Linked DNA regions of Mus musculus: all the other regions are linked to region 3. A link is a contact called in public Hi-C, HiChIP or PLAC-seq and promoter capture Hi-C data. All regions are on one chromosome and are shown on one strand. Each heading gives the region's core, a stretch centred on a gene start, on an enhancer-like site or on the middle of the called end of the contact. The rest is flanking DNA. Distances are from core to core; before and after follow the strand shown.

What was found. Promoter capture Hi-C pulls out the DNA fragments that hold promoters and counts their contacts. Hi-C and Micro-C count contacts between places; a contact is called where the count stands out from the background. HiChIP or PLAC-seq counts read pairs in DNA pulled down with a chosen protein or histone mark.
Region 1: a Hi-C map of B cells shows a contact between it and region 3, with 6 read pairs. The contact joins the promoter of Entpd1 here to the promoter of Pgam1 in region 3. A contact is called at or near these places in 1 of 39 promoter capture datasets (pre-B cells), 1 of 484 Hi-C or Micro-C datasets (B cells) and 1 of 115 datasets of contacts at active chromatin or transcription factors (microglia).
Region 2: a FOXA1 HiChIP or PLAC-seq map of pancreatic cancer cells shows a contact between it and region 3. The contact joins the promoter of Zfp518a here to the promoter of Pgam1 in region 3. A contact is called at or near these places in 3 of 39 promoter capture datasets (liver and pre-B cells) and 1 of 115 datasets of contacts at active chromatin or transcription factors (pancreatic cancer cells).
Region 4: a contact with region 3 is called in a promoter capture Hi-C map of liver, with 3 times the contacts expected there. The contact joins the promoter of Abcc2 here to the promoter of Pgam1 in region 3.

The regions. Positions count from the first base shown.
Region 1 is chr19:40,656,828-40,662,281 of GRCm38.p6, forward strand. It overlaps Entpd1 (ectonucleoside triphosphate diphosphohydrolase 1), which reads left to right and starts at 2,943. Exons shown (of 10, transcript NM_009848.4): 1 at 2,943-3,073. The coding sequence starts at 3,058.
Region 2 is chr19:40,892,077-40,897,331 of GRCm38.p6, forward strand. It overlaps Zfp518a (zinc finger protein 518A), which reads left to right and starts at 2,629. Exons shown (of 5, transcript NM_028319.1): 1 at 2,629-2,714; 2 at 5,008-5,089. It overlaps Mir8092 (microRNA 8092), which reads left to right and starts at 2,627; the gene lies at 2,627-2,713.
Region 3 is chr19:41,908,466-41,914,234 of GRCm38.p6, forward strand. It overlaps Pgam1 (phosphoglycerate mutase 1), which reads left to right and starts at 3,406. Exons shown (of 4, transcript NM_023418.2): 1 at 3,406-3,721. The coding sequence starts at 3,583.
Region 4 is chr19:43,780,738-43,785,939 of GRCm38.p6, forward strand. It overlaps Abcc2 (ATP-binding cassette, sub-family C (CFTR/MRP), member 2), which reads left to right and starts at 1,571. Exons shown (of 32, transcript NM_013806.2): 1 at 1,571-1,696; 2 at 3,446-3,619. The coding sequence starts at 1,667.

The sequences.
Region 1 (5,454 bases), core at 1,693-4,192, 1.3 Mb before region 3:
GCAAGGAGGGAGGCCTTTCTGTAGGCCCCAAATGCTATTTGATGACATTCTTAGTTTTAGGGTTGGTAGAAGTTAGTGTCTGCTAAATTGATAGATTTCAAAAGGTTTTTAATCTGTTCCTCACAGGTAGTTAGTTCTGACACACAGGCGGGCAAGGGATGGCTCTTCAGGAAGCTAAAAGCTAGCTCACACTAATGTAGTTAGCCTCTGGACCTGTTACATTCCAGCTTGCAGTTTCTACAGGTCAAGCAGTCTTTGGAGACATAGCCTCCTTCCAGGAGCCTTGGTTCACAAGAATGTGTCAATTACGAGAGACTCAGGGAAGGCAAAGTCATGATCTGTGAGAAAGACAAGAGGCACAGGCTGGTGGCGTATTTGGTTTTTTTTCTTTTTTAAAATAGAAATAAAAACAAAAAACAGAACCAACCAAAATTGTGGGAAAAATGTAGACAGCATAGAGTTGACAGTATTAACCATCTTCGGCTATCGTTCAGCCTTGTTGAGGACATTTGCATTATTGAGCATTCTCCAGAACATTCTCGTCTTGCAGAACTGAATCCTCTGTGCTTGCTTTGTACCAGGATTTATCTTCCAGCAGAGAAACTTAACTACTTTAGATGCTAAGGGAGGAACTGACATAATGTAGGAGATTGAAGGTGTAGGAAAAATGAAACGGTTTTTTTTTCTAAGGAACTTACGTTAAAAATACATTTCATCGGTAAAAGAAGGACAGGTATATTTAGCTCTAGCAACTTTCTTGAGTAACTTTCTTACTTTCTATTGGAAAAAGGCAACAATACAATTATAATAATGGACTTTTTTGGTCCAGAAATAAAATTGAAATTTAAAGCAATTTTCAGACCTTTAAACAGGCTCTTGTATCCTTGCCACCTCTTATGTAAACTATTGTCATGTGACTGGGAGATAAGACGTGCTCAACTATAATGCTTTTCTGATACCAAGGAGCTGTGCATACAGAGCAATAGGATTAAACAGCACACAGCACTCCACCATCAGAACCATTAACTCCTGTCAGGAGATTTGTGTAGGATGAGTTAGTTTGTTATGAAAGGCTGCTTCTATTACTATGTATTCAATTCAGATGACCTTCAGTTTTTAAAAACAAATTATGTGTGGGAGGGTGGGAGAAGGGTATGTGTATTTGGGGAGCATGTATCGAGGTCACAGGACAGCTGGTGGGAGTCTGTCCTCTCCTTCCATCTACCAAGGATTCTGAAGATTGGATTCAGGCTACCAGGCTCCACAAGCACTGAGCCATCTCTCCAGGCCTGAACTTCATATTTTTTATAGAGCACACATGCAGTCACAAAGCCACAAAGATTGCTGATATTTGCAAATATCTCATTATGTCACTTAAAACAATGTTATTATCATAGGACAATATCAAACCAATATTCATGATTAGAAATGCAGTTTAAACTGGTTCTAGAGAAGGCATTTATTAGAGTTTTCATTTAGTGTGATTAATTATTCTTCTAAATGCAAACTCCTATAGTTATGCACCATTAAGTAAGATACAGAAAGTCTTGCTATATAGTTCTGATTTATCAAAGTATCCAGAATTCACTGAGCACGTTCTGTGTGGCAGGCACTGCATTGTGCAAGGGAGCAGACATCTAAACTGAAAACTGAGCCCCGCCCCTTTACAAATACACGAAAGTGTAGCAGAGAACACATTTCCTTCAAAGCAACCTTAAGTGGTCACTAAATAAATGATTTGGGGAAGAACTATGTCTAACGGTAAAATTAGCTCCAGACACGAATTCTCTGCTATAAAGGAAATACAGAAAAACAAACAAACAAATAACGACAAAACCTCCATGAACTAGGAATCAGAAGGCTGGATCTATAGTCGGGCAATGTGGCTGGCTGTTCATTCATGAACTCACTTGGGGTTTACTGAGTACTGTGTGTGAGCACTGTGGAAGAATCTGTCGTTGGAAGTGAGGTGGTAAACAGGAGGGGTCGTCTCCATGCCTTGTAGCATGCAAATAGGGGCAGGTGGCTTCGTTTTTCTTGCTGTCATCTTGGGTTGATGGGACTCCGCAGGTCTCTTTCAAACCTCACAACTAAGATTACAAGCAGCTTTTTAAGGAGAAGCTGTCCAAGTGGCTTTGGGATCTGAGGACTTACACCGTCCTCCCTGAGGGCCAGCCCACACTTCAGACCTCTTCATTTCAAAACAAGTTCACACTTCACCTGCATTTGGGTCACCTTACGGAAGCCTGGGCGTGGCTACCCCTGTACCTAGGGCTTTGGAGGTAGGAAGTCAAAGCTGGAGAAAAGTGGATGACGTTTGTCATTTCACAGCTGGCAAGAGGTACCCAGTGAGCAATTTGCTCAGTGGTCCCATAAGGCTTTCCGGACAACTGTGTGGCTTTGCCTGCAGCTTCCCCCAGTGCCTGCATTCTTCTCCAATGAGACTGAGGAGTGATTGCTCATCAGGGACTGGGAAGGGGTCAGCTCTATGTGGTAGGAAGAGCAGCTCTTCCTCTCACAGGTGTTGAGTCTCAAGGCTACCAACATTATAGTTGCAAGGCTTGGAGCTTTTTCCTCTTTTTTCTTTCTCTTTTCTTTTCTTTTCTTCTTTTTTTTTTTTTTTTTTTTTTTTGGTAGTAGTAGAAATGTCTTTTTCAAGGGATAAAAGTAGATTTTCTGTAACAGAGGGGGTGAGAGATCTATAACGGAGGAAAAGAGGAAGGAAGGGGAAGGAGAGAGTGAGTTTTGAACACATACTACGTCAAGCCTAGAAAAAAGAAATTACAACCCGGTGAGCTTTCGAGTAACTAGGGGAAATGAGCTGGCCGGCTCCTCTCCCAATCTGTATTTCTAGTCAATGAAAAAGACATCGGGCTTGAGGTTCCTTCCGAAACCGGGCTGGCTAATTTAGCCCCTCCCACAAGCCCTAGGGTCTGTTATATCTCTGAACCGTGAGTACCTCTCTCGCAGAAAGCCACCACAGCAAGCAGAGACAGCAAAAACAAAAAACACCCAAGACAGACGAGGGAAGAGGAAGGAAACAAAAAGCTGCCCCTTATGGAAGATATAAAGGGTAAGACCAGAACTGATTTGATCCAAACCCTTCAGGGGGAAAAAAAAAGCCCAGACCCAAAGAGAGTACTTGAAAGAACCAAAGGCAAAGAGCCTGAATGAACTCTCCCTGTCTCCTGAGCGAGGCAGAAAAAGCTTTGGGAAACAGACAGAGCTCAGGGTTGTAGTGCCCTGGAGTAGGCTGAAGTCGATGAATATTCATAATTAATTGGTATGCAGATGTGGTTTTTTTAAGCGGCAAGTGACTGTTTTTCCAGTCCTCTGTACCTAAAGAGGCAGCTGCTTCATCTACGGTCTGGAGTCATCTAGTGTCGGTTTGGGTCCCTGGCTTGCAGATGTTGGGTTCTGCGTGTAGATTTGTTTTGTTCGAATTTCCTGCTGGGACATTAGCAAAGACTCTCGCTCCTTCTCTGCTGGGAGTTGGACAGGCAAGTTAATGTGGCAAGAGGCTGTCACAACAGGACCCCAGAGTGCGTGTTGTAAAAATGCTGTAAGCTGTGTGGGGGAGTGTGCTTGTCCCTGAGAGGGAGAAAGGGGTGGAGGGAAGAAAGGAAGAGTTCTCTTAAAAGAGCAGGTCAGATCGAACTGACCATGTTAGATTTTTGCCTACGAAACTGCAAGGGCAGACTGGTTTGCACAAATGGTGTGCAGTCTCTGCCTTTTACCTCTTTTGGGCATTTTCTGCCAGGACCGAGAGCTAGCTGCTTGCCAGTCCTTGGGAGCCAGGAACAAAGGGGGAATGTAGGGTCGCGAACCTACTTCATCGCACCGCCAGCTTCTCACAGGCTCACAGATTTCTATCACGTAGGATGCAGAGGGACTAGAGAACTAGCAAACAGATTTCTTCCCACGTAGAGCAGACCAAAGCTGTGTGGGCTTCCTAAGGTTTTATTTACTGTGTGCTGGGACCTGTGCTCCTTTCCCCATACGTGCCGCTCAGCTTCCCTCTCATCAGCCATATAAGGTAAGTGTTGTCCCTATCACCTCCACTTCCTGGAGGATTCAGTGCTGGAACTAAGAGCAGAACTCACCTTGGGATCCTGTAATTAGGAAGTGGCAACTGTAGACGCAGGCAAGGCTACTTAGGAAGACGGAAGCTTGGACCACTGGATGCTAGACTTGTGGGTCTCTGAAGCTCGTGGGGAGGAGATGAAATCTAGTCTATGCAGGAACTTGTATTTTTTCGTGAAGTCTACACCACCAATCTCAGTTGGTGTTAATGGTCATTCCTTCTGGGAGAGAGGCAGACATTGTTATTCTGTATGGTCTTTTACGAAAGAGAGGGTCTGAGGCTTGGAGGGGTTAGAGCCTATGAATCAAACGTCTGTCTAGGTGTCAAAAAGTCTTACATCTAACTAGAGTTCTTCTACTTCTGGTTTCTCTTCTGAACATGTGTCCCCACCCCCCAGCTAGTACTCACCAAGCTACTTTCAGTTCCCCAGGGACCTGGTCTTTCCTCCTGCTCAGTCAGCAGCAAGGCACTTTCCTCCATCTTGGAGGCCTAGCTCACCTTTTTTTCTTCTTTATCCTGGAGTCAGCCCACCTCTGTTTGAGTTCAGCTCCATCTCTCTCTCTCTCTCTCTCTCTCTTTCTTTCTTTCTGTTTTTTTTTTCTGTGAGCCTCAGCTTTCTCACCTGTGAAATGGAGAGAATAATACCTGTAACTAATGTAGACTGTGTGCTCAATAAATACAGACTACTGCTCTTACTCCTAGATTTTTCTTGAATATTGCTCTCCCTGTTAAGCCTTCTCCCATCCTTTGGCCTAGCTCAGGACCTGCCTTGGCCACCTCAACCAGTTTTAAAGTGGTGTTCATCACGCTCATTTTCCTTCACTCTATGACACTTTTTAGCCCACAATGCTAATTTTTGGATTCAACTTTGGATGTATGATATCAAGTGCTCAAGTGCACCTTTTTTTTTTTTTTTTTAAGTCTTAAAAAGAATAGCCACTTTGTCCAGGCAGGCAGAGTGGTGGGAAAGAGGCCTCTGTCATGACAGAGGGCAGAAGGTGGCTGGGTACTCACGAACCAGCTTCGGAAGTCACTGGGGAAGAATACTGAGCTAGGTTATTGATTCAGTAAAAGCCACAAGACAAGTCCGTGGCCCCGAGTTGGACTAGCAGTTTTCACCACATAAGGTCTGTAATGTTCTCTGATGTCCTTATGATGAATCAGCTCCTAAGCCACAAGGATAAGTCCTTGAGGTTGACACTATCTCAGAGGCGATGCTGTGCTCTGTCTAAAGGGTGCTTCTTAGGCCTTTGCCCAAGTCCAGAAAGTTCCTGTCAGCCACAAGAACCTTGAGCTCCTTAGTGGGCACTCAAACAGTGTCTAAAGATCGGTTATTATTGTAGTTGATGTTCATTCAAGAGTCGGAGGGC
Region 2 (5,255 bases), core at 1,379-3,878, 1.0 Mb before region 3:
ACATTCAGATGCATTGGATTATATTTTGGGGGCAGGGTGCATGGAGTTGAGTTGAAAGATCAACAAAAGAGATAAAAATCATAGGAGACTCTTGCTCTTTAATTTAAAAATCTTGCGGGGCAGTGGTGGCACATATCTTTAATCCCTCTACACAGGAGGTAGCACCAGGTGGATCAGTTTGAGGCCAGCCTGATCTACAGAGAGAGTTCAAGGACAGCCAGGGTTATTTAGAGAGACCCTGTCTTGAAAACAAACAAAAAATAAGCAAACATCTGGTTTTTCATTATAATTGAAGTACTTACGGTATACCAAGCTATACTTACTTTTCTGTGAACTTATATATAAGAGAGCTGCCACATTATGATATGATGTCATATGATTCAGAGGACAGAATGCTTAAAGTAAAATGCATTATATCTATTTATTTTGTTATTATTTTACATTAACCCACTTTATGATACAATGACCATGAGGACAGAATGCCTAAAGCGAAATGCATTATATCCATTTATTTTCATTATTTTATATTAACCCCCTTTATGATACAATGACCATGAATTAATAATACATTTAAACAAAGGATTTGTAAGCAAGAAGGAAACTTTGCGACTGTCACCACCAGGTTTAGTATGAGAAGATAAGAGGTTATTGTCCACTGCGAGTAAATTGCAGGTTCATCTTCAGAGCAGCCTATCTCTGAAAGCATTAATATGGTTATCCTATTCCCATGAACTATCTTTAAGTTTGGAACGTTCTAAAATCTTTTTATTTTTTGAGCTATTACCCAGCGTTTGTTCATTTGCAGTTTTAGAGTCTATCTCCTCTTCCTTTCTGTTTCACTCCTTTTGTTATTAACTTCAGTGTTCAGAACTTTAAAAGAGCAAAGAGTAAGAGTTTGATAAAAATGAAAAAACTGGACAAGGAAAAGAGAGAGAGTTCACCAACATTCTAGCTTATTTAGCATGCAATGAAAACTTTGAGTCTTCTAGAATTAAACACAGGTTTTCAAGGTGAACATAGATGCAAAAATAAAGTTTTATGAGAATACTACAGAACATGATGATGCATCATTTTTGTCATGTAAATTATAAAAGCTATAACAAAACTAACTACTCACAGTCCAAAACAACTTTTTTTTTTCCTATTAAAAAACAAACAGGCTTTTCTCCACTTCTCTCCTCAGCAATGTGTGTCCTCTTTTCTGGAACAATGAAAATATTGTGTTAAGGAGAAAATCTACCAGCACTCAGGAAACAGAGGCAGGCAGAGCTTTGTAAGCTGGAGGCCAGCCTGGTCTACAAATTGAGTTCCAGGACAGCCAGGGCTCTGTTACACTGTCTCAGGGCCTGTTACCCTGCCCCCCCCCAAAGAAAATCTATTTTGCAAACATCATTATAGATTATAAATATGCCCTTTTGATATTAATAGATTTCACCTTCACTTTTATAGTTATGTTTGTACTTCTTGTGTGAATTTCAGCTTGCCGCTTCTAGGAGGACTGTTGTACAAACCACCCAAAACTAAGGGTTCTCCGTGTGTGTTTTATTCCTTTCTTTTTCTTTTTCTTTTTCTTTTTCTTTTTTTTAATTTAAAGGGTAAAGTCCGTGTGGCACAGGTCAATGCGTTCAAAAGCATATCCTAAGAAAGTGGAAAATTCTTAACAGTTTTAAAATTGGTTTTAAGAAAAATTTGTGCGTGTCAGGAGTTATTTGGGTTACCCCTTGCCCCCACGCATCCCCCCCCCCAAAAAAAAAAACTACGGCCCACAGTTGAAGCCAAAATTCTCAGATTCGATCTTTTATATTTTGCTATATCCCTCCGCCTCGAGTTTTTGACGGCGGCAGTTTCCACAGTGCTTCCACGTGTGTTTTTTGTCCTTTTTTTCTTTTAAGGGAGGTAATTATTTACCAAGTGAGATTAGTAGGCTTCTGAAACGTTCTGAAAGAGAGGAGCCACATTTGGACTTTGTACGACTCTTGTGTGGGGTGGGGAAGGATTCTTTTCTTGGGGGCAAGGATTCCATTTTTGAGTCTGTGAGGGGCGTGCGAGGGTTTTCCTTCGCTGAGAGGACTTCCTTCGCTCAGACGAGTCCTCCGTGCCGTGGGAGGAGGTCGTGTCGCGGCGGGAGAGAAGAGTGTCCCTCACAGGTAGCCTGTGCGTGGGGCTGCTCTGGAGCTCAGGGTTGGCTCCCTTGTGGGCCAGAGCTTTGGGTAGCAGCTTCGTCCAACCACTGGGACGTCAAAGGGATACCACAACTCGCGTGATCCGAGTAAGTACAGGGAACACGCCATTTGCTAAGATGGGGGCTGCCTAAAACCTCTGGGTTGAGGCCATTTCCTGTCAACCAAGGCTTGCCAAGCACACCAGTTCCTGCTTCTGGTGTCTACTTGGGAAAGGACGGTAGCCATTTTCCCCGTTCTTCCCCCCGCAGTAGGATCCCCGCGGCTGGTGAGTAGACGGGGGGCGGTGAGGCGGGACGCAGGGAGGCGCCGTATGACGAGGTCAGCCGTGGACTCAGCGCCATGGCCTACTCTCGGGAGGCTGAGGCGGGGGCCCTTCCGGCCGCCGTTCCCTTCCGCTCGCCTCAGGTGCAGCGCGGATCCCTCCGCCGCAGCGTGCGCTGCCGGCAGCGCGGCGCTCGGCTTTCCGGCAGTACCCGGATGGAGGGGTAATGGCCGCCATCTGGGACTCGCAGGCAATGGGGACCACGGCAGGTATTCCCTGTGTGCGGAGCCGCCAAGACCAGTTAGGATGTCGGGACGCACAGAGAGACGGCAAGGGGCCAAGGGCGAAATCGTGGGGTGCTAGGGTTCCCCCCAAATGGTCTTGGGGGGGATCCGCCTCTTGCGCTAGGAAGCTCATGTTAAATAGTCCCGTCCATTCAGCGCTTCCGGCCAACTTGCCGCAAAGTTTTCTAGAGAAGTCCTTGGTTTCTAACCCGGGGCTCTTGCTAGCTCTTAGGGCTGGTCATTGTCGTCTCGGCTTGGGCTGGTTGTAAGTTTGTCCCTAAGAACTCCCCCACGGTCTCAGAGCCTAGGACTTGGGCGCGCGCGCACGGCGCGGCGACAGTGTACATCCGCGCGCCCGAGGGGCAGCGGAACTCCGGGGAAAGGGGCGGATCGGGCGCGGCGTTTTGGGGGCGATGCGGGGGCGTTTGGCGCGCGAAGCCATCGCTCGTCGGGTTCCGCGCCCGGTGGAGACGGGCTGGGCAGCCCTCAGTCCGCACCCCTCGAGCTGTAGGTTCGCGGGCCCGCCTCGACGGCATCCCTACTATGGGCCCAGTCTATGGCTATTGGGGGTTCTTCCTTGCAGAGACTCCCCGCTCTCTTGGCGCACGCACTGCGCGCCCTCAGAGTTGGGCAAGAAAGTGGTCCTCTTGTAGACTGCCCCCACCACCACCACACCCAGTGGCATATGGATTTCTTTGTCACGGGCTTTTTTTTTTTTTTTCCCCACTTGTAGGGTCCATCTTGAATCTGTTCTTAACATGGTGTCCTCTTTGTTAAGTGGGTAGTATCTTGAGTTAGATGGCTTTGGTAACTCAAAAGTATTGGGTCTGAATGCATAGATGATGTGATTTAACTCTTATCTAGACCAATGGAACAGATGCAACTTCAAAGTTTAGAAAACAAAAGTTAAGGGTCAGTTTTCGCTTCAGGTTTAAATTTGGGTTATTTTAGTTTTTGTAAATTATTTTTTTCAAAAGTCTTGAAAATGGGGAAAGGGGTCAGTTTTTGAGGAATTCATGAGAATGTTGAACTGTCTGTGATTATCTCAGGGATGTAATGTAAAAACAACTCACAGCGTGGTTAATTTGAAAGTCTGGTTTTCTTAAGGCACATTTTACTAATAATAATTGAATTGCTTTTTTTCCCAGCAAAACAGGTCTGATTTGAGTGTGCTCTAAAGTTTGTATGGTCAGAATGAATAGAGAGACTTGCTGAAATTCCCTAACATTTTTAAAGTTATAGCTGCAGATCTGTTAATTATCCTTCAACAAAGCTGTATTTTTCTTTAGAAAGTCAAAAGGGGCAATTCGTACTAGCACTTGAGGGGTGTTGGCTTTCTATGGCGTAGGTAAGCATAGTAGACCTTACTCTTTTCTGTTTTTTTTTCCAAATTATGATTACCAATTCAAACATTATATGTCAGATGTCTGAACAGATAAAAGGATAGCAACTCCAGCGACTGTGTCTTTGTGAGCTCATAGCAAATAAACTTAAATACTGGAGGGTTTTATCATAACCACCTTCACATTTTATGATATTTTTTCTGGAAGTAGTATAGTGTGGTTCCAAAAGCTGCTGTATTTTGAAATATTTTAAATGAGAAACTTTCTATCTAAATATAGTTTGAGTGAAAAAACCCACAAAACCTTACAATGCCCTTTTAATGTACTTTTATTGCAAGTGTTGGGGCTTACTCTCATTGAAGCATTGTGTGTGCCCTGTAGAGAACACTTAATCTGACCAGTCTAACTACTTTTCTGGTTTTCCTTTAAGTTCAAGATTTTAATCTTGCATTTCTTCAGGTGCTCTATTTAAAAGGGTTTTGTCAATTAGAGAAAAGGGTTCTTAGAAAATTTGAAATGTTTATCTGTTGTCTGCCCTCATGTATAGTCTATTAATTCTATAGGCTTCACATCATAGGCAGTTCTCATGGGATGTTGATACCAGCCTTGAGCATTACTGTTGTCAGTAGGCTTTTGTAGTGGGCAGATAAGTGGTTCAGAATCAGGTGCAATACTAATTCTGCTTTTGCAATTTGGATAGGGCAAAACGAGTTTTCCTTTTATTGTATTAAATGATGCTATTGTATTAGATTCTTGGAGATGTGACTTTTGTATTACATGAGTTATATCACTGGGTATCAATTGTATGCTTATGCCCCAAGTACAGAGGAACTTAAAAACTAATATTCCTTACTTAAATATGAACTGTAAATGACCAGGATAAAAGCATTTTGTTTTTGCTGTCAAAATTCTTAAATCTTCATTTTCATTTCCAGATACCATCTCTTGATCACTGTACCTGATTGTGGGTGGCATTGTCCAGGCATTAAGTTGTGTGCCTTTGTTCCTGGGAGAAAGGTAGGGATTGGAGCACTTGAGTAGATAGATTTATTACGTAGTAAGTTCGCGTCTTAATATTGGATTAAATAGACTGAATGGTTACCTATCTCTTAATTTTCAAAGTTACTTTAGAGTTTTATTTATTGGCCAAAATAAAAGGAATTTCTCCGGAAGTTTTTATTTT
Region 3 (5,769 bases), core at 2,156-4,655:
AAGAGGTCCTGAGTTCAAATCCCACCAACCATGTGGTGGCTTACAACCATCTGTAATGAGATCTGACATCCTCTTCTGGTGTGTCTGAAGATACCTTCAGTGTTTATATAATAAATAAATCTTTAAAAAAGAAGAAGGAGGAGGAGGAGGAAGAGGAGGAGGAGGAGGAGGAGGAGGAGAAGAAGGAGAAGAAGAAGAAGAAGAAGAAGAAGAAGAAGAAGAAGAAGAAGAAGAAGAAGAAGACAGATAGACAGCTGAGACTTATGTCAAGCAAGTTTATTAAAAAGTTCATCGTCTTACATGTTTTTTTGCGGGGAGTAGAGGTCAGCAGAAAGCTAAATGAAGCAGTGCTGGCAGGGGACATAGGATACCTCAGGCACAGTTGATGACCATAGTCCTTCTGGGGAGAAAGCAGGGTTCTCAGGACCCAAACTCTTAACTCCTAGGAGGCCTAGGCTCCTTGCCAAGTCAGCTCCTGGATATGGACACAGAACTAAAGTTCCCTTTGTCCTTTCGCCAGGACCTCTGGCAAATCTGACAAAGCCTCAGATTGGTCAAGCTCCTGACAGACTACAACAGGAAGAGAGAGAAAACTTCCCTAGAAACTTTTGTCTGTAGGCTCCCTGTGGAATTTTTTTTTTTTTTAAGATTTAGTTATTTTTATGTATATGAGTACCCTGTAACTGTCTTCAGACATACCAGAAGAGGGCATCAGATCTCATTACAGATGGTTGTGAGCCACCATGTGGTTGCTGGGAGTTGAACTCAGGACCTTTGGAAGAGCAGTCAGTGCTCTTAACCACTGAGCCATCTTTCCAGCCCCCCACCGCCACCCCCACACAACCACTCTTAAAGGGAGAAGGGAGGGCCTAGCTGTGTAGCGCTGTGAACTATGAACCCGTCTGTGAAGATTTGTTCCAAACTGAATACTGAGTTGCATCTTCTCCCAGTGCCAGGAAGGAGGTGGTGGGTGCTAGTCAATGCACAGAGGAGGCCCCTGAACAGTTTGCCTTTGTGTTCTGGTTTCTCATCTATAATTTTTTTTTGGGGGGGGGGGGAGAGACAGGAAATCTTGTAGCCAGCCAAAGCTGCCCTTGAACTGATCCTCTAGCCCAAGCGGCTGGGACCAATGCATCTCTGTCTATTATGCTCATTTTAAAAGATGAAGCTCTCAGCAGTTTGAGATGAGATTCTGCAGTTTGAGGGCTGTAAAGTAGAAGAGTGGCCTACACTTTAATCCCAGGACTTGGACCAAGGCAGCAGCAGGAGGATCTCTATGAGTTTGAAGCTGGCCTGGTCTATGCAGTAAGTTCCAGGTCTACCCAGGCCAGCTAAGAGCTACATAGTGAAATCTTATTTAAAAAAAAAAAAAAAGTTGTGAATCAAATTCTACCCCAACTTTAAGGTCAACGGATTGCAGCAAGCCTGTGGGTGCCACAGGCATAAGAGTGTGGCTTTTGAGCCAGCCGGTCACGGTTGAACTCAGTTCTTGTAACCTCAGTGGGACTGTCTGTCTATCCTGCTTTCTCATCTATAGTGTATGTGGAACAAAAGTGCCTGCTTCAAAGGTTATTATGAAACTAGATGCCTTTAATCCCAGTACTCAGGAGGAGGAGTTCAAGGCTAACCTGGTCTATACAGCAAGTTTCAGGACAGCCAGGGCTGTACAAAGAAACCCTGCCTGAAAAAAACAGAAGGGGGGGGGAGAAAGAAAGAAAGAAAGAAAGAAAGAAAAGAGAGAGAGAGAGAGAAAGAAAGAAAGAAAGAAAGAAAGAAAGAAAAGAAAGAGAGTGAGAGAGAGAGAAAGAAAGTAAGAGAAAAAGAAAGAAAGAAAGGAAGGAAGAAAGAAAGAAAGAAAGAAAGAAAGAAAGAAAGAAAGAAAGACAGACAGACGGGGGGGGGGGGGAAGGCGTTAATACGCATAAAGCACAAAAGCACTAACTCTGTTTAGTCTGTAGTAGGTACTTGACCATCTCATGTTAAAACTTTTCTTGGCTCTCTGTCGAAAGTACAGAAAGTGGCTCAGTTCTGTTGTCAATTGTTTAAATGTGGATTTTGCTCTCCACTAAAAGGACAGGAATTCATGACACTATCTTAGTATCTTAGTAATAGGCCACTGTCTGGCTAATGTTTAATGCTCATGAAGAAGTTTAATGGAAATAAACTAAGAGTCCACAGCCTGGGCAGGAGAAATTGGTCCTAACAAGTGGATACTAAAATTGGGGTAAGGAGAGACAGACATTCCTTTTTGTAATGTTGTAAGGGCCTAACGTTTGCTTCTCAGAAGGACATGAGCCTGTACACCTACACAGGAGCTTCCACACACTCTCAGCTACAGAATCAACATTTAGTAGAAGAAAAGGGATATAGAGCTGTTCTCTTGGGGCTGGCGACATGAGATGGCTCAGCAGGTAACTAACTGCTCTTCTGAAGGTCCTGAGTTCAAATCCCAGAATCACATGGTGGCTCTCAACCACCCATAATGAGATCTGATGCCCTCCTCTGGCATGTCTGAAGACATCTACAGTGGCCTTATGTATAAATACATATTTATTATTTATTATTATATAATATGTAGTTATAAATGCATATGTATATATTTATTATTGTACTATTATTTTTATAATAATAAATAATAAATTTATGGGCCAGAGCAAGCAGGGCCGACTGGAGCGAGCTGGGCCTACCAGGACGAACAGAGGTCCTAAAAAATTCAATTCCCAACAACCACAGGAAAGCTCACAACCATTTGTACAGCTACATAAAAATAAATAATAAATCTTAAAAAAAAAAAAAAAAAAAAAAAGCTGTGCTCTAACTGGCGTGATGAACCACGCCTTTAATCTAGCACTTCGGTGGCAGAGACAGGAAATCTCTGAGTTCTAGGCCTGGTCTACAGAACTTGTTCCAGGACAGTCAGGGTTACGCAGAGAGACTGTCTCAAAAAAAAAAAAAAAAAAAAAAAAAAAAAAAAAAAAAGCAACAAACTAGAAACAAAAAACAACAAAACAACCCAAAAGAACAATGTTCTGTTGAAGGGAAATAGCAACAACCCACGTTTAGGTTTATAGAGTATTTTACAAGTGAGGCTGAGACGTCTTATGACTTGTCCGAAGTACAAGTTAAAAGGAAAAGGGTGTATATTGGAATTGCGCAGGGATGGGACTGTGGCCTGGCAGGGCTGAAGAACTGGTCAGAGGATAGTTGATCATCCCTAAAGAGGAAGCGCGGCGTGTCCAGTCGGCGCCTGGAGCTCAAGCTCGCAACCAGCACCCTCCGCGCTCCTTGCTTACGTGCGCTCCGTGACTGCCGGGTAGCACGCGGGTACCGCTACGTACAACGCATGCGCACTGCCGCCGCGGTGCACTACACCCCCCCCTTAGCAGGCCGCAGAACTTGCCTGAGGCGCATGCGCACACGGGGCGGGCGGCGGTCTGTCGAGCGAGTGGAAAGATTTCGGGGAGAAAGTGCGCGGAAGCGGGGCGGGAGACTGTAAGTGCGCAGGCGCGACCGGGGCGGGGGGCGGGCTGCGAAGAGAATCTCGGCGATCCTCAGTTGCTGCTGCATCCTCTGCCCGTCGCCATGGCTGCCTACAAGCTGGTGCTGATCCGGCATGGCGAGAGCGCCTGGAACCTGGAGAACCGCTTCAGCGGCTGGTACGACGCCGACCTGAGCCCGGCGGGCCACGAGGAGGCGAAGCGCGGCGGGCAGGCGTTGCGAGGTACGAGCGGGACGAGCGCTGTGTGGCGTACTGGGCCAGCACCGGCCTAGGGGTCGCCTGAGCCCCCGGGCCCTCTCGAGAGGCGGGCACTTCGGTCGGCCTCTGCAGTTGAATTTTCATCTGGGGAGGTGAACGCAGGGTGGGGAACCCGCTTGTCAAGGTCACCCCGTTAAGTCTGAGAGTCTGTGCCAGAAAGAGGGCACAGCCGCCGCTAGGCTAAAATCTGTTCTTCCGGTCCGAGCAGCCCCACCTGTGGCGCCCAGGACCCTTTAGGGTACCACGAGGGCCTAGGGCGCCTGGCGGACGATTCCCCGTGACATCAGTGGCTGTACCGGAGTATACTTGAGGCGCCTGCCCATCATGGCGAAGCGGCAGGTCACGGGCTCGCCCTGGGTAGTGGGGGGGTGTTAGGTGGGGATGTCTAATGGCCTTTGAGACAACCTGGAAACCGCGTGCTTCGGAGAGCTTTGTAGCACAGCAGCAAACCACAAAACCGAATCCAGGAATGTGAGTGGGTGATTTCAGTTGATGCTCTCTCCAGCCCTATGAAGCAGGCAGATCTAATTTCCCTCCTTTTTACCTCTCTCCGTCCTCTTGTTATAGTTTAGAAAAGTGACTGGAAAGATTTGTCCAAGGTCATACAAAACTTAGTTCTAATCCAGTGTCCTTGCCCCATTTCTGGGTGGAGTAACAAGTAAGTGTGAGGAACTGGCGGGCCCTTGGCCAAGGACAGAGGCAGAGCAAAGGGTGAAAGCGTCCAGGAGATAAGCTCGCCTTTGCCTATCCATGCTGGGTGCCCCGCACCACCCACAGTTCTCTGTGATTTTGGAATGCTAATAAGAAAGCAAGGCCTCCCCGCTCCCTGTAGTGAAGAGGCACTTCTCTTGGTGATTAGGGCACATCCTAACTTGGACACGGCAGTAGCTGTGTAAAAGGGTTGCTCATGCCTACCTGAAGTGATCTTGTGTCTTGGTTGCCCTCCCTAGCTTCTTGTACACCCTTTTCAGATGAGGGAAGATTTTGAATACGAATTCCTGAGGCAAGGAAACATTGCTTTTTGAGATGCATGGCCTATGTAGGAGAGGCTAGAAAAAAGGAAAGTACTGGTTAAGGAAGCCATTTTCTTGAGCTCTGTGCCATGAAGCACTGTGTAGACCTGTGGTAGTTTGCTTATGCCTAGCTCAGGACAAAGTTAACTGCCTCTGTTCTCTGGGTATAAGATGATTATACGTTGAGCTGGAAAATAACAAGATCCATTTCAACCTTAAATACTATAGCACTAAGTTTTAGAACCTCACACGTTAGGCGCACATGGTGTTGCATGCCTGTAATTTTTCTCAGCACCCAGGCAGCTAAGAAGGGAGGCTATAGAGCATGGGCCAACTTGGACTACACAGCTGGACTGTCTTTATAAAGCTACTGTAAGTTTAGCATCTCCCAGAGATATCACAGATGATTAAAGGATGGAAGATTAAAAGCAAAAACCGACTGAGGGCTCCTGTGGATAATTGAGTAACAGAAAAGACCCAAGGTGCATACCATTCATTCCACCAGTGTTCCTCCTGCAGATTTCAGAAGGAAACTAGAGAGGCCTCCATGCAGCCTCAGGCGGAGGAAGGCCAGGGGTGAGGGGGCGAAGGGGGGGATGAGAGTCCATTGTCCCCCTGGCTGTACTTTGGATTAAATGGGTGTGTCTTTGTGCTTCTGATGCTATGGCATTCTTGCCAGGGTCCTCAGGGGGTACCACTTTGTCCTTGGGGACTATTTGGAAATAATTGCAGTGAGACAGCAGCCTGTAGCATCTCATCACGGGTGCTGAGGCTTGTTCTGTGGGTGACTCAGCCTTTTGTTGGGGAACATCCCTCCTCTCCTGGTTAAGGAGATGGTGAAGGCTGTGATGATGGCTGTCAGTTCTCATCAGCTTGTCCAGAGGCTCGGGGGTGAGATTGTCTTTCCTTGTGGGTGGTAGTGGTTTTCCTGGTATTAATCTTCCCTGTCCCCACTAGCTGGTCTCAGTGGCCTCATTGTCAGTTGACTGACTGGCAGGA
Region 4 (5,202 bases), core at 321-2,820, 1.9 Mb after region 3:
CTGGTTTTTTTCTGGCTTAGGACTGTGACAAATGTAGCAAATCCCTCAGTTTAGAAAAATAAATATGTTTCTATTTTTTTATGTTATATTTCGCTAGCAGAAAGTGAAAATGTGATGCGCTGAATATCTTCAGATCTCCTTTTAATTAGAACATCCTGAGTGAAGACATGCCTGCTGACATGGCAAACATCACAGACTGAAGGATTATGTTTTTTTGCAACTGGTTTTGCAATCAACACAAACACAAGTTTAATTCTGAAGCTGAATAGCAAAACTCATTTATAATGTCTTATTTGAATAAACAAGAATATAAGTCAGGTGTGGTGGTGCTCAGAAGACACAGGCAGGCAGATCTCCGTGAGTTCCAGCCCAGCCTGACCTACAAAATGAGTTCCAGGGTTCCACATTGAGATTGTGTCCCCAAAAGAAAACAAAACAAAACCAAAAAAAAAAAAAAAACCCAAGATAAGTAAAGAATATATGAATTGTTTCTATTACCAACAAAACAGCATGTCTTAACTGGAGGGAGAGAGGCTATGCGCAATTGGCATAAAATTTCAGTTTTGCAAGATAAAAAGTTCTAGAAATTGGTTAACAATATAAGTCCACTTAGCACTGCTGAATTATATACTTAGAACTCATCAAGATGATATATTTTATGTTATGCACCTTTAAATGCTACTACACAAATAATACTTGATAATTATGGAAAAACAAAGATACAATAGAAAATAAAAAGAGCCAGGCGGTGGTGGCACACGCCTTTCCCAGCACTCGGGAGGCAGAGGCAGGCAGATTTCTGAGTTCGAGGCCAGCCTGGTCTACAGAGTGAGTTCCAGGACAGCCAGGGCTATACAGAGAAACCCTGTCTTGAAAAAAACAAACAAACAAACAAACAAACAAACAAAAAGCAACAACCAAAAAAAAAAACCCTACCTAATCCTGCCAATAAGACTAACATTTTATTGCTCAAATTATGTTCATTGATCCACAATGCTTTCGCTCTTTGATATAACTTGACTTTTTCAAACAAAGTTTATATTACTTTAAACCGTGTTTTATGTTTATCATAAGTTCTTAATCAAAAAACTCAGAGGAGCCAGGCATGGTGATGCATGCCTTTAATCCCAGGACTTGGGTGGATATCTGTGAGTTTGAGGCCACCATGGTCTATAGAGTGAGATCCAGGACAGCGAGTGCCACACAGAGAAACCTGGTCTCAAACCAGACAAAACAACAATCAGAGGTATGGGTATTTAACATCTCTGTGAACTCTTAACCGAGTTCAAACTGAAGTAAAACCCCACATGCAGGGATGCATAGGTTGTGTACTGGACTTCCGACCTGCCAACTGCATTAATGTCTCTGATTGGTTCTTTCTAGATTTGGTCACACTACAGGGGCAGGGCTTTGGAGAAGTGATAAGCCTCCCAGTATCTGGTGATTCCCAGTCACATGTCTGCTCACTGGGATGACATAGCATTCATCTAGCAAAGTTAACTATTAAGTTGTCAGGATGAAAGGTCAGGAGACTTGCCTTTAATTGGGCAGTGAGGATGGGAAAAGCACATTGCTCCTTAACATCTGCTTCCCTTGAGGCAGATGGTAAAGAAGAAACAAGACAATCATAGAAAGTCATCGTAACAGAAGTGCCCTGGAAATCACGATGGACGAATTCTGCAACTCTACTTTTTGGGTGAGAAATTACATTGATTCTCATGGTTTCCTCTTCTCAAACTCAGGCAAGCATGGCTATCGGTATGAACCGGTAAATTTAGAGGTTTATTTGGCCTAAAGTTCTGTTTTTTAAGAAAAAGAAATTTTAATTTAGCCACATGATTATAACACGTGGGAAAGGCATTCCTTTTTTTTTTTTTTTTTCTTTAGCATTTTCTTAGTGCACTGCAGATGATTTTCTCGGACTAGCTGCAGAAGAGCCTCTTATCAGAGAAATAAAGAAAAATGCACTTTCTTCAGTCCTAGGAAGGGAATTGTTGTAGGGTAGGAGGAAAAGAGAAGGCAAATGTCTGAGCTTTTGGGTGATGTACTGATGTAATTAGTGAAATTCCATAATGTTGAGAGGAGCAGGGAAGACATTAGATAGTCCTTAATGTGTTAGGAAGAACTTAAGCCCCCAAGCCTTCATGGCCAAGACATGAAAACTATTAAAAGGTAGCTAATCATCTCTTGAGAATCCCCTTTGAAGGTCAGGTATGGTGGGCATGATGGCACACACCTTTAATCCCAACACTTGGGAGACAGAAGCAGACAGGTCCCTGTGTGTTTAAGACCAACTTGGTCTACCAGGCAAATTCTAGGACAACCAAGGCTGTTACACACACAGAGAGAGAGAGAGAGAGAGAGAGAGAGAGAGAGAGAGAGAGAAGAGAGAAGAGAGAGAGAGAGAGGAGAGAGAAGAAGAAGAAGAAGAAGAAGAAGAAGAAGAAGAAGAAGAAGAAGAAGAAGAAGAAGAAGAAGAAGAAGAAACAGAGACAAACAGAGACAAACAGAGACAGAGAGGGAGACAGACACAGAGAGAGACAGACAGACAGAGACACAGAGACAGAAACAGAGAGGGACAGAGACAAAGAGACAAACAGAGAGGGAGAGAGAGACAGACAGAGACACAGAGAGACAAAGAGAGAGACAGAGACATACAGAGATAGAGACAGAGAGATACAGACAGAGAGACACACACAGAGAGAAAATTTCTTTTTAGAATTCTACAAATCATCTTGTCTGATACTTTGACCTTTCCTTTAGAGCACCAGTACCCACAGATCTGTTTAAAAGTATCTATGGAAAAAGAAAATCTACCTTTGTCTGATCCTGATACAGGAACTGCTACGTCCACACAACTCCGTCTCCAAGGACTCTTTATTACATGAAACTCTTGTTTAAAACATGTTTTTTGCCCAACAGTGCATTGTTATCTTGACACTGAAATGTACCAGGTCCTCTTGCTTTTGATATGAGCCTTCTCAGCCATAGTAGGCTAAAGTCATAGCATGTCTAACCATTCTGTCTGGTGTCTGCAGGTTAGAATATCTACCAGTGTGTTCAAATAGTGCTAGAAACCACGTAGCGTGCTCTTAGACCTGGGAAACTACTTTCCCCTTTGGAGAGAGGAATACTCTTTCTTCTTTCCATAATTTGGAAAATATTTTAGTAATTTTTATGCAGACTAGTCAGTGTAGACATTCACTTAAAATCACATGAAGATACGTTTTGAGAGGAGGAAAGCCACTACATGTCATTAAATGGTGACTGTGTTTTAGTGTATTAATGATGAGCCTGGAAATACACATAGTTATAAAGTAAAGCTTGTTATTGTTATAAATGTGGAGTTGAATTCAAGTTGATTGAAAGCATTTGGAGAATGTTGGGAGAATGGGATGTCTTTTAAAAGTATGTACCCACCAGTCTTTCCCTTTTGGTCCTCCAGAATCTCTCATTATTGAAAAGTCCGGAAGCCGACCTGCCTCTTTGTTTTGAACAAACTGTTCTTGTGTGGATTCCCTTGGGCTTTCTTTGGCTCTTGGCGCCTTGGCAACTTTACAGAATATACAGATCCAGGACCAAGAGATTTGCTATAACTAAATTCTACCTTGCCAAGCAGGTACAGTAACTCCACTGTTTTCAAACTCTAAGTCCTTGGTGTAGTGGTGGGCCATTTTCTTTGGGGTTAGTGTCCTTGTCTTAGTCTCTAACCAGTTTGCCAGTTAGTTAATCCTGCTTCAAGTAGGGCCATGCTATGGTCCTGCCTATGTCTCACCGGCCAGATTTCTTAGCCAAAGTAGCTTTGGTTTTTGTATGAGAAGAGTGACCCTGAATTCTCGTGGATATTAAGTTCTCTAAGCACAAACGAGGGGTCAAATTAGCATTATCTTTTATGGATTTGAGGTGTGAACCTCTTTAATAAATCAAAAGGCTGCTATACAGTCGGCACCTACCCTGAGATGCAAACGAACTATATAGCAAATCTTTGGCCCCAATGCCCAACTGTCACTTACGTCACAAAACTTAGACCTAAAATGAGGGTTTTACATTTTTCCAAAGTCTTTCATCAGTTAGGACGAGCACTCATGGTGGAAATAAGGGTTAGATTGAACGTTGACCAGTCACAGCAGGGAAGGGATGGGAAGACCATGGGCTACAGCAGAGATCCCCCAGAGAGTGAAAGAAGTGGATCTCAGGGCGCTCTAGTAGCCAACGTGGTCAGCGGTCTGGCGATACTGTGAAATCACCTTATAAAATCTACCATCTGTTTCCTCTACTGCCTTTCATCCTGTCCTCTTTTTGTTCTTTATATCCTCTTTTTAAAAGAGGCTTTTAGAGTTTCTTGTTTGATGAGTTTATGTACCTGTGGCCAATTGTTATCGTGGGATTTAGAGGTGATAACAGTAGGAGTCACATGAACCCGGGGATTGAGGTGGGGCTGGGAGCTGCAGGCTGGGGGTGGTAGCTGGGGGGCCGGGACTGGGAGTGGGTTTTTGTCAAACTTTCAAAAGGAAAAGAGTCCTCTTTGAGAGTTTTGTCAGGGTCACTGTCCCTTTGCCTGTTTAGGTGCCCAGCGCAGTGCTTTGTCACCAATCTCCTTGTTGGTTCAATGCTGGTATCAAATGCGCCCTAGTTATGCGGTCCGAGTCAAGCTTGTGTTAGACGATAACTGGCTTCATGCTTTAGTATCTTTATAGTTATTGTCAGTTAATTCAGGAGGTTTCTTCTGTTTTTCTTGAGTTTCCAAGGAGAGAGTAGACAGTGTGCAAATCAGACTCCAATCCTGCTAAGATCTGTTAAGTTTTAAAAATCCACTTTTTCAGATATGGTTCATGTACAATATAATTTTCGCCTTTAAATACAATTGAGGGTGGGTTTTTTGTTTGTTTTGTTGGTTTTGTGTGTGTGTGTGTGGGGGGGGAATGTGTGTTTTGTTCTTTATATCCACAGATATATCCACCATGGTCGACCTTAGAACAGTTTTAGTCACTTGAGGAGAAAGAAATCCTTTAATCTCTGTCTCTCTTACTTCTCAGTGGAACTAATTTCCTCATTGTCTCTGATGTACGAAGGGAACTGTGTGGTATGCAGTCTTGCAAGATTGGCTTCTCTTAGCATATTGTTTCAAGTTTCAACTTTGTAGTATACTTAATGCTTAATACCCTTTTATGGCTAAATAGTATTCCAGTTTATGAAGATATA